Regions from separate parts of the Mus musculus genome. Here region 1 is linked to region 2. Evidence: chromatin contacts called from public HiChIP or PLAC-seq data. All regions are on one chromosome and are shown on one strand. The core of a region is the stretch at or near the end of the contact, and the rest is flanking DNA. Distances in the headings are between cores, read along the strand shown.

Region 1 (3,254 bases), core at 697-3,196, 700 kb after region 2:
CCCGGCGGGGTATCCTTGCCTGGGCTCCCAGCCCAGAGTAGACGTTCTCATGGGGACACCAACAGTAACCAAGTACGCATTCATGGAGACTCCAGGATAGGAGAAAGGCAGAGGCAACTGGCATTGTGTCTCCAGGGTGGAAGAAATGACGAGTCCTATGAACCCAGAGAAACAGAGAGGGCCCCACCCTAGACCATGGAAGCAGACCCATTTAAGAGACTTCTACAGAGAAGCAGCTGGCACGACCTGTCCTTACCCCACCCGGTGTAGCAGCTTACAGAGGGGTGTGAATGCTCAGAGCCATGCCCTGGAGGAAGGCGTTGCAGGGTAGCATCCTGAGGAAGAGTGCACCCTGGAGAAGGGTCCTAGGAGACAGCCTGCGATGAGAACACAGGCCTCTGTGCCTTGACGGGAAGGAAAGGGAGAAGAGGAGGCTAGATAGATGCCAGGAGACTTCCGAGGGAGGGGAGATTGGTTGGTGGTTCCAGAAATGGGATAAAGGAGAGCTTCCTGGAACATCTCCCCTGGCAGAAAGGAGGCAGCCAGCTCCCAGGACCCGTGGTTGGGGCTATCGGAGGAGTGTGAACACTCTGAACGGCAGCGTTTGCTGGAGAGAGACCATGACAGACCACCCAACCTCCAGAGACCACGAGGAGGGACAACCGGGTCCCTGCTGCCACTGGTGGCCCGCCAGAGTGGACACAGTACATGTTTGTGGCTGGAAAGCCAAGTGACGGTACAGAAGCCTGGGAAGGGTCCAAGCAGGACACCAGGCTTCCATCCTTGGGTAACTTGTGCCCCTCAATGCTAGGTAAAAGCCCCCCAGGAAGAACCAGACCTTCGAAAACCTCTGATTCTTTTAGTTGTTTGGCAAAAGACATCTCCATGCTCTGTGGCCTCTTAATTTCGTAGATGGTGAAAGGCAGAGAATTAAAGAATCAATGGGCAATTAAGGAGGTACTGGCAGGTACTGGCCAAGAGCATATTATTTATTTATTCAGCCAGCCACACTCATTTTTAAAGAGCTAACTTCCATTTTGTTTCTGACACCAAAAATAAATCAAACTAAAAACTGTATACATCATAACTGAAAAAAAAATACATATTTGCATGGTATGTCGCCCCTGTGAAGCCTCAGCTGCGACCTGCAAAAGGAATTTTTGTGTAAAAAAAAAAAAAGAGAGAGAGAGATGAATTCATTCTGCACTGGCCTTCCCTGAGGGTACAGATAGGATCGAAAAGACAAAAATAAGGTTTTAATTCACTAGTGATTTTCCCACCCCGTCTCAAGCTTCTTTTTGATTCTTAGCATCCATTTTCCTGGGTCGTCTTGGGAGGGTTGCAAGATTTCAATCCATTAACACAGTAGTAGGTTGGTGAAATTTCAGAACAGGCTGAGATGAACAGCCACAATGAGGACACAGCTGCCCTGGGGCTCCCGGCAGAGAACTCAGCCTATGATTCAGCTCCTAGCCCATGATCTGGCGCCCTAAGGGAGGGGATCTCTTTGAAGAGCCCTCTTTTCTCTCCTCTACTTCCCCGACTTGGGAGAAATCCAGTCTTGCCCCCTAGTCCATATCAGCTCTCTGATTTTGGAGCAGCTCCTTGGCACTAAATATACCTGCACCATTGACTGTCTTCCACCCTCCCTCCCCTCCTCACCCCGCCCCGCCCCCCACGCACCTCCTCATTCCCTCCCCAGCAAGCGCTTTTGGCGTACTACAGGTATCTTCCCAAGCTACCCCAAGGTTGATTCTAGGACAGTGGCTCTCAAACTTAAGTCTGCATCTAAACTACGTGGACAAAGTGCTACACGGTTCTCGGTCAGTAAGTCTCGGGTATGAGCTGGGGATTTGCATTCCTGTTAAGTTTAATACTGAGACAAGTGCTTGGAGAACCTGTTTTCTGGGATGAGGCAAAGGGAGGGGATACCCGTAGTAGCTTGTGCTGTGGTGCCATCTAGTGGACATAGACCACAATAGCAGCAGTCTGCCCTGTGGAGTGCACAAGACTTCATTCCACTCCTTTAAACACTTCAAAAACCATTCTCTTTTACGACTCTACTTCTTAAGGTGGGCCTTTTACTGTTTAAATGCTCTCTTTCCACCCTCTGAATAAGACCATTACAAACTATGCCCTGCCGAATATGGATGAAATGAAACAGGAAACTGGGTGTTTTGAAACGAAACTGCACACCCTGATTTTGATAACTGTCCCCCAGATACATCTGACCTAAGGCACAACACTGCACACATGGCAGACAGCAGGCCATCACCCAGATCACACAATAATTAGCTCTAACCCCAAACCAGGACCCAAGGATTCCATGTTGTCTCAACCCAGGGGGAAGCACACCACTTTAGAAGTAACTGGACAACCCTGAGGACGTGGCTGTTGGGGAGAACTTATCAGAGCACACTCGGAACCCTAGGTTCTCTCTCCAGCATGACCTGAACTGGATATAGTGGTCACACCTGTAATCCCAGCCTGGCAGTTGGGAGATCGAAATGGGAAGGTTGAAAGCTCAAAGTCAACCAGGGGGTGCTGACGGACAACTTTAATTCCAGCACCAGGGGAGCAGAGGCAGGTGGACCTCTGTGAGTTTGAGGCTAGCCTGGTCTACAGAGCAAGTTCCAGGATACACAGAAAAACCTTGTCTCAAAAAAAAAAAAAAAAAAAAAAAAAAAAAAAGAGGGATGATGGAGAAGGAAGAGAAGGAAGGGAAGAAGAAAGCTGTTTACGGTTATTCTTCTATTTTAAAACTCAGAGAAAAAGGAAAAGACAGGGTCACAAGTTCAAGGCCTGCCTCAGCTACCTGGACTATGGCTTGAGTTTAAGGCCAGCTTGGAAAACTGTCTCAAAATAAAAATGTAAAAAGGGCTGGCGATGTAGCCTAGCGATAGAACACGCGTGAAGGCCTGTATTTGCCCCACCCCAGGATTGAAAAAAAAATGTAGGTTTCAAAGTCCCATTCTTAAGAATCTCTGGTTCAGTGGGCCTGGGCCCAGCCACTTGCAAGCATTATAAATAAATTGTAGCAAACGCTTGAGCCTCTACTGTGAGACAGCCTGCAGGGCGGTGACCTCAGAACCCTGTTCCCTACCTAGCACTATCCAACAGAAACAATCTGAGCCATACTCAGACTCGTGACAATGCATGCTCATTAGCCTCCCGTTAAACATCAAAGGGGCGGGGCTGCAGAGGTGCCACAGTGGTTCAAAGCATCACTGGCCGTTCTCCCAAGGGGTCCAGGT
Region 2 (3,096 bases), core at 68-2,567:
AAGACTCTCTGTGTGAGCATTTTTATACCAAGGGGGTGAAAACTGAACAGCTAGGTTTGGGCCCTTGTTCTTCACTTACTGGTGATGTGACCTGTGCAGACTTCCTAATGGCCAGTGTTTCCTCCCCTCCTCTCGGGGGTGTGGTGAGGATCACAGGAAACGGGTGCTCAGTGAATCACTAATATTATTATTAGAAACCAAGGCCACAGGGCTAGAGAGGGAGCTTGGCTAGGAGAGTGCTTCCCTAATAGGTACAAATCTCTAGGTTTGATCCTCACAACCAAAACCCCACAAACGTGGGGAAGTAGAGGCAGGAGTTCAAGTTCATACTTCCTCATCTCTATGGAGAGTTCCAGCATGGCACGTAAGACGTCTGGGAGAGAGACAGCAAGACAGAGGAGAGAGAGGAAGGGGAGGGGGAGGAAGAGGAAGGAAAGGAAGACGGAGACCAATTCCCAGATTGGACAGATGTAGTCCCTCAGACGGGCAGGAGCTAGAGCAGGGGCAGGGGCAGGGATAAAGAAATGGAGAGACTGCCACAGAGGCAGCCTGGGCCTCTCAGAGGCTTCGAACGAGGATCTTCCTAAGAACCTGGCCCTGTCTGGGGTGTGAGTGCTGGGGTGGACACGCTGCCTCAGCCCCTGGAGCCAGCTCCAGCCACCTGTCATCCCAAGCCTGATCCGTTCCCCTGCCCCTCCACTGGAGCCTCCATGATGGATCTTAGGGATGACTGCAGAATGCTGGAAGGTTCTAGGCTCTTCCTTTCCATCCTGGGTCAGGTATAGGAGGCCTCCTGTTGGACACGAGAGCATTTCCGTCTTGAAGCTGCAGAGCTCGGAGTTTTTTTGTTTATTTTGTTGTTTTGTTTGGTTTTTGGATTTTCGAGATGGGGTTTCACTATGTAACCTTAGCTGTCCTGGAACTCACTCTATTGATCAGGCTGGCCTCAAACTCACAGAGCCATCTGCCCCTGCCTTCTGAGGGCTGGGCTTGAATATGTGTACACCACTGCCTGGTTTTTGTTTGTTTGTTTGTTTGTTTTTTGTTTTTTAGATGAAGACGCCTTTTGGACCACAGAGCAGTTTAAAGGCAAAAGTATGCTAGGCCTCTGCTTCTGAGGAATTCTATTCTCACTCTCAAGAGCCCCACGGAGCCTCCAGGGTCCAGCCCTGTCCCCTTTCCTCCTTGCCTTTGTCCTCTGGTCCCTGCAGTCAGCAGCAGCAAGCTCTGTGGCTGCCAGGTCCAGACTGAGCCTCAGGACAGCCCCTCCCTTTCCTCCCTCAGCAGCTGGGGCCTGGCCTCCACCCACCTCTCTTGGATCCAGGCCCCAGTGATAATGAATTACATAAATAAGTCATTCCCATTAGCAGCACAGCCAGGCTCTGGCCCAGGAGGCAGGGCAGGTCCTGAGGCAGTATGGCTCTGGCGAGCTGCTCCCCAGCACGGTGGCTCCGAGCCCTGAGCCCTGACATTTCTGCTTGGTGTCTCAGGGAGGGGCCTCCATCCTCTGGTCCCTTCCGGTGTTAGGTTTTCAGTCTAGAGGTTCCCCAATTATCACCTTCCAACAGCCATAGGGCCTCAGGACAGGTGTGTTTGACAGTAGTTGGGACCCTAGAAGGGGTTAGAGTTGGGGCGTCTGGTGGTTTAAGCTGCTCTTCTGGGCCTGCCTAGGCTTGGCTGGCAAAGGTGCTCAGTGGCCATGGCAACCCTTGTCTGCCGGCAGCTCCAGGCAAACACTGGCTTTCAAAGGGGGCCTTGTTCCCTGTGGGAGCCTTTTGGTTTGCTGGGCCTTTCAGACCTGGGGAGGAAAAGGAAGACAGAGAGAAGGGGGGCTGGGGGGTGTCGCTGCCTGGGAGAAGAGCACACTCCTGCCTCTCCTCACCCCCTTTGCCCTGGCCCCAAGCGTATTTCCTGGAGGCCACTGTTTTCAGACCTGCTGCTGGAGAATGAAAGGAAGAGTGAACAGAAGAGTGTGCCCAGTCTCCAGGCAACGGGCTGTCTGTGCCGTTTAAAGGAGAGAGGAAAGTCACACACACTGGGCACCTTAGTGTGGGAAGTCCTGTGCTGATGGCGTCAAGCTAGCCATGGCCACCTAAGCAGATTCTTTGCTGGGTATCGAATATGTAACATGTATAACACTGGAGCTGGGAGGTAGCCCTGTTGCCTAACATATACAAAGTTTACTACCCAGCTTAGCATAAAATTGGGTATGGTGGCACGCATGTGTTCTATCAGAGCTGGGGAGGGAAAGGCAGGAGGCTCACAATCTCACGGTCATCACTGGCTACTTAGGGAGTTAGAAGGGAAAGAAACTTGGGCTGCAAGGGGGTTGGAGAGAAAATGAGAGGAGAAGAGAAGAGAGGGAAGAGAAGAGAGGGAAGAGAAGAGAAAGAGGCGCTAAAGTATTCATCAAATGTGAGGCGACCACACTGGCAGTCTACACTCCTGTGCGAGTGTGCCAATGCCAGTAGATTCAGGAGAAATGCTGATCGTGGGCTTCGCTGCCTTTGCAGGGGGGCTCAGTTCCAGAATTCTCCCCTTTCACGTTTTATTGTTATATTCCTAATATATAAAAAACAGGAAAGCTGGAGCCAAAGAGATGGTTCAATTGTTAAGAGCACAGATTGCTCTTCTAGAGGACCCAGGCTTCCAATCCCAGCAACCATATAGCAGCTCACAACTCTCTGTAACTCCAAGACCTGATACTGTCACATAGACATACGTGGAGGCAAAACACCAGTGCACATAAAATAAAGGTAAATAGATTAAAACAAAACAAAACAAAATCCCAGGAAAGCTGTCGTGTCTGCCATTTGTTCCCAAGTCACTGTTAGTCTGAGGATGCAGCATCCTGTCTGGTGGACTACAACTCATTGCTGGCAACCATGGTGCCTACCTTCCAGGTCTGGTGTGAATGTAGTGATTCTGGGACAAGAAAACCCATGGGTAAAGACTCTGGCCATTTACACCCACCCAGGAAAGCATGGTGGGTCTCACTCAGGACTAGACACTGGGACCAAGATCTGGTGGCCAAATTCTATTCCTCCACATCTCTGTCATCTCCTCCCTTTGTGACTCTTCCTTGTCGTGTGGATT

The links. HiChIP or PLAC-seq counts read pairs in DNA pulled down with a chosen protein or histone mark.
Region 1: a contact with region 2 is called in a FOXA1 HiChIP or PLAC-seq map of pancreatic cancer cells. The contact joins two enhancer-like sites. A contact is called at or near these places in 2 of 39 promoter capture datasets (the C10 cell line and liver), 2 of 15 datasets of contacts at CTCF or cohesin (embryonic stem cells and large pre-B cells), 1 of 484 Hi-C or Micro-C datasets (reprogramming fibroblasts), 4 of 115 datasets of contacts at active chromatin or transcription factors (embryonic basal ganglia, embryonic forebrain, embryonic midbrain and 1 more) and 1 of 9 other capture datasets (embryonic stem cells).

Annotation. Positions count from the first base shown.
Region 1 is chr11:88,821,280-88,824,533 of GRCm38.p6, forward strand. No RefSeq gene overlaps it. Among named protein-coding and RNA genes, the nearest start is that of 4930556N13Rik, 29 kb to the right of the region's middle. Within about 2 kb of position 1,947, at least 31 of the 459 cell types and tissues checked have an H3K27ac peak or open chromatin away from gene starts, as enhancers often do. A contact at or near this core is called in pancreatic cancer cells, where this site is marked.
Region 2 is chr11:88,117,659-88,120,754 of GRCm38.p6, forward strand. All of the region lies in intron 1 of Cuedc1 (CUE domain containing 1), which reads left to right. Among named protein-coding and RNA genes, the nearest start is that of Cuedc1, 20 kb to the left of the region's middle. Within about 2 kb of position 1,318, at least 235 of the 459 cell types and tissues checked have an H3K27ac peak or open chromatin away from gene starts, as enhancers often do. A contact at or near this core is called in pancreatic cancer cells, where this site is marked.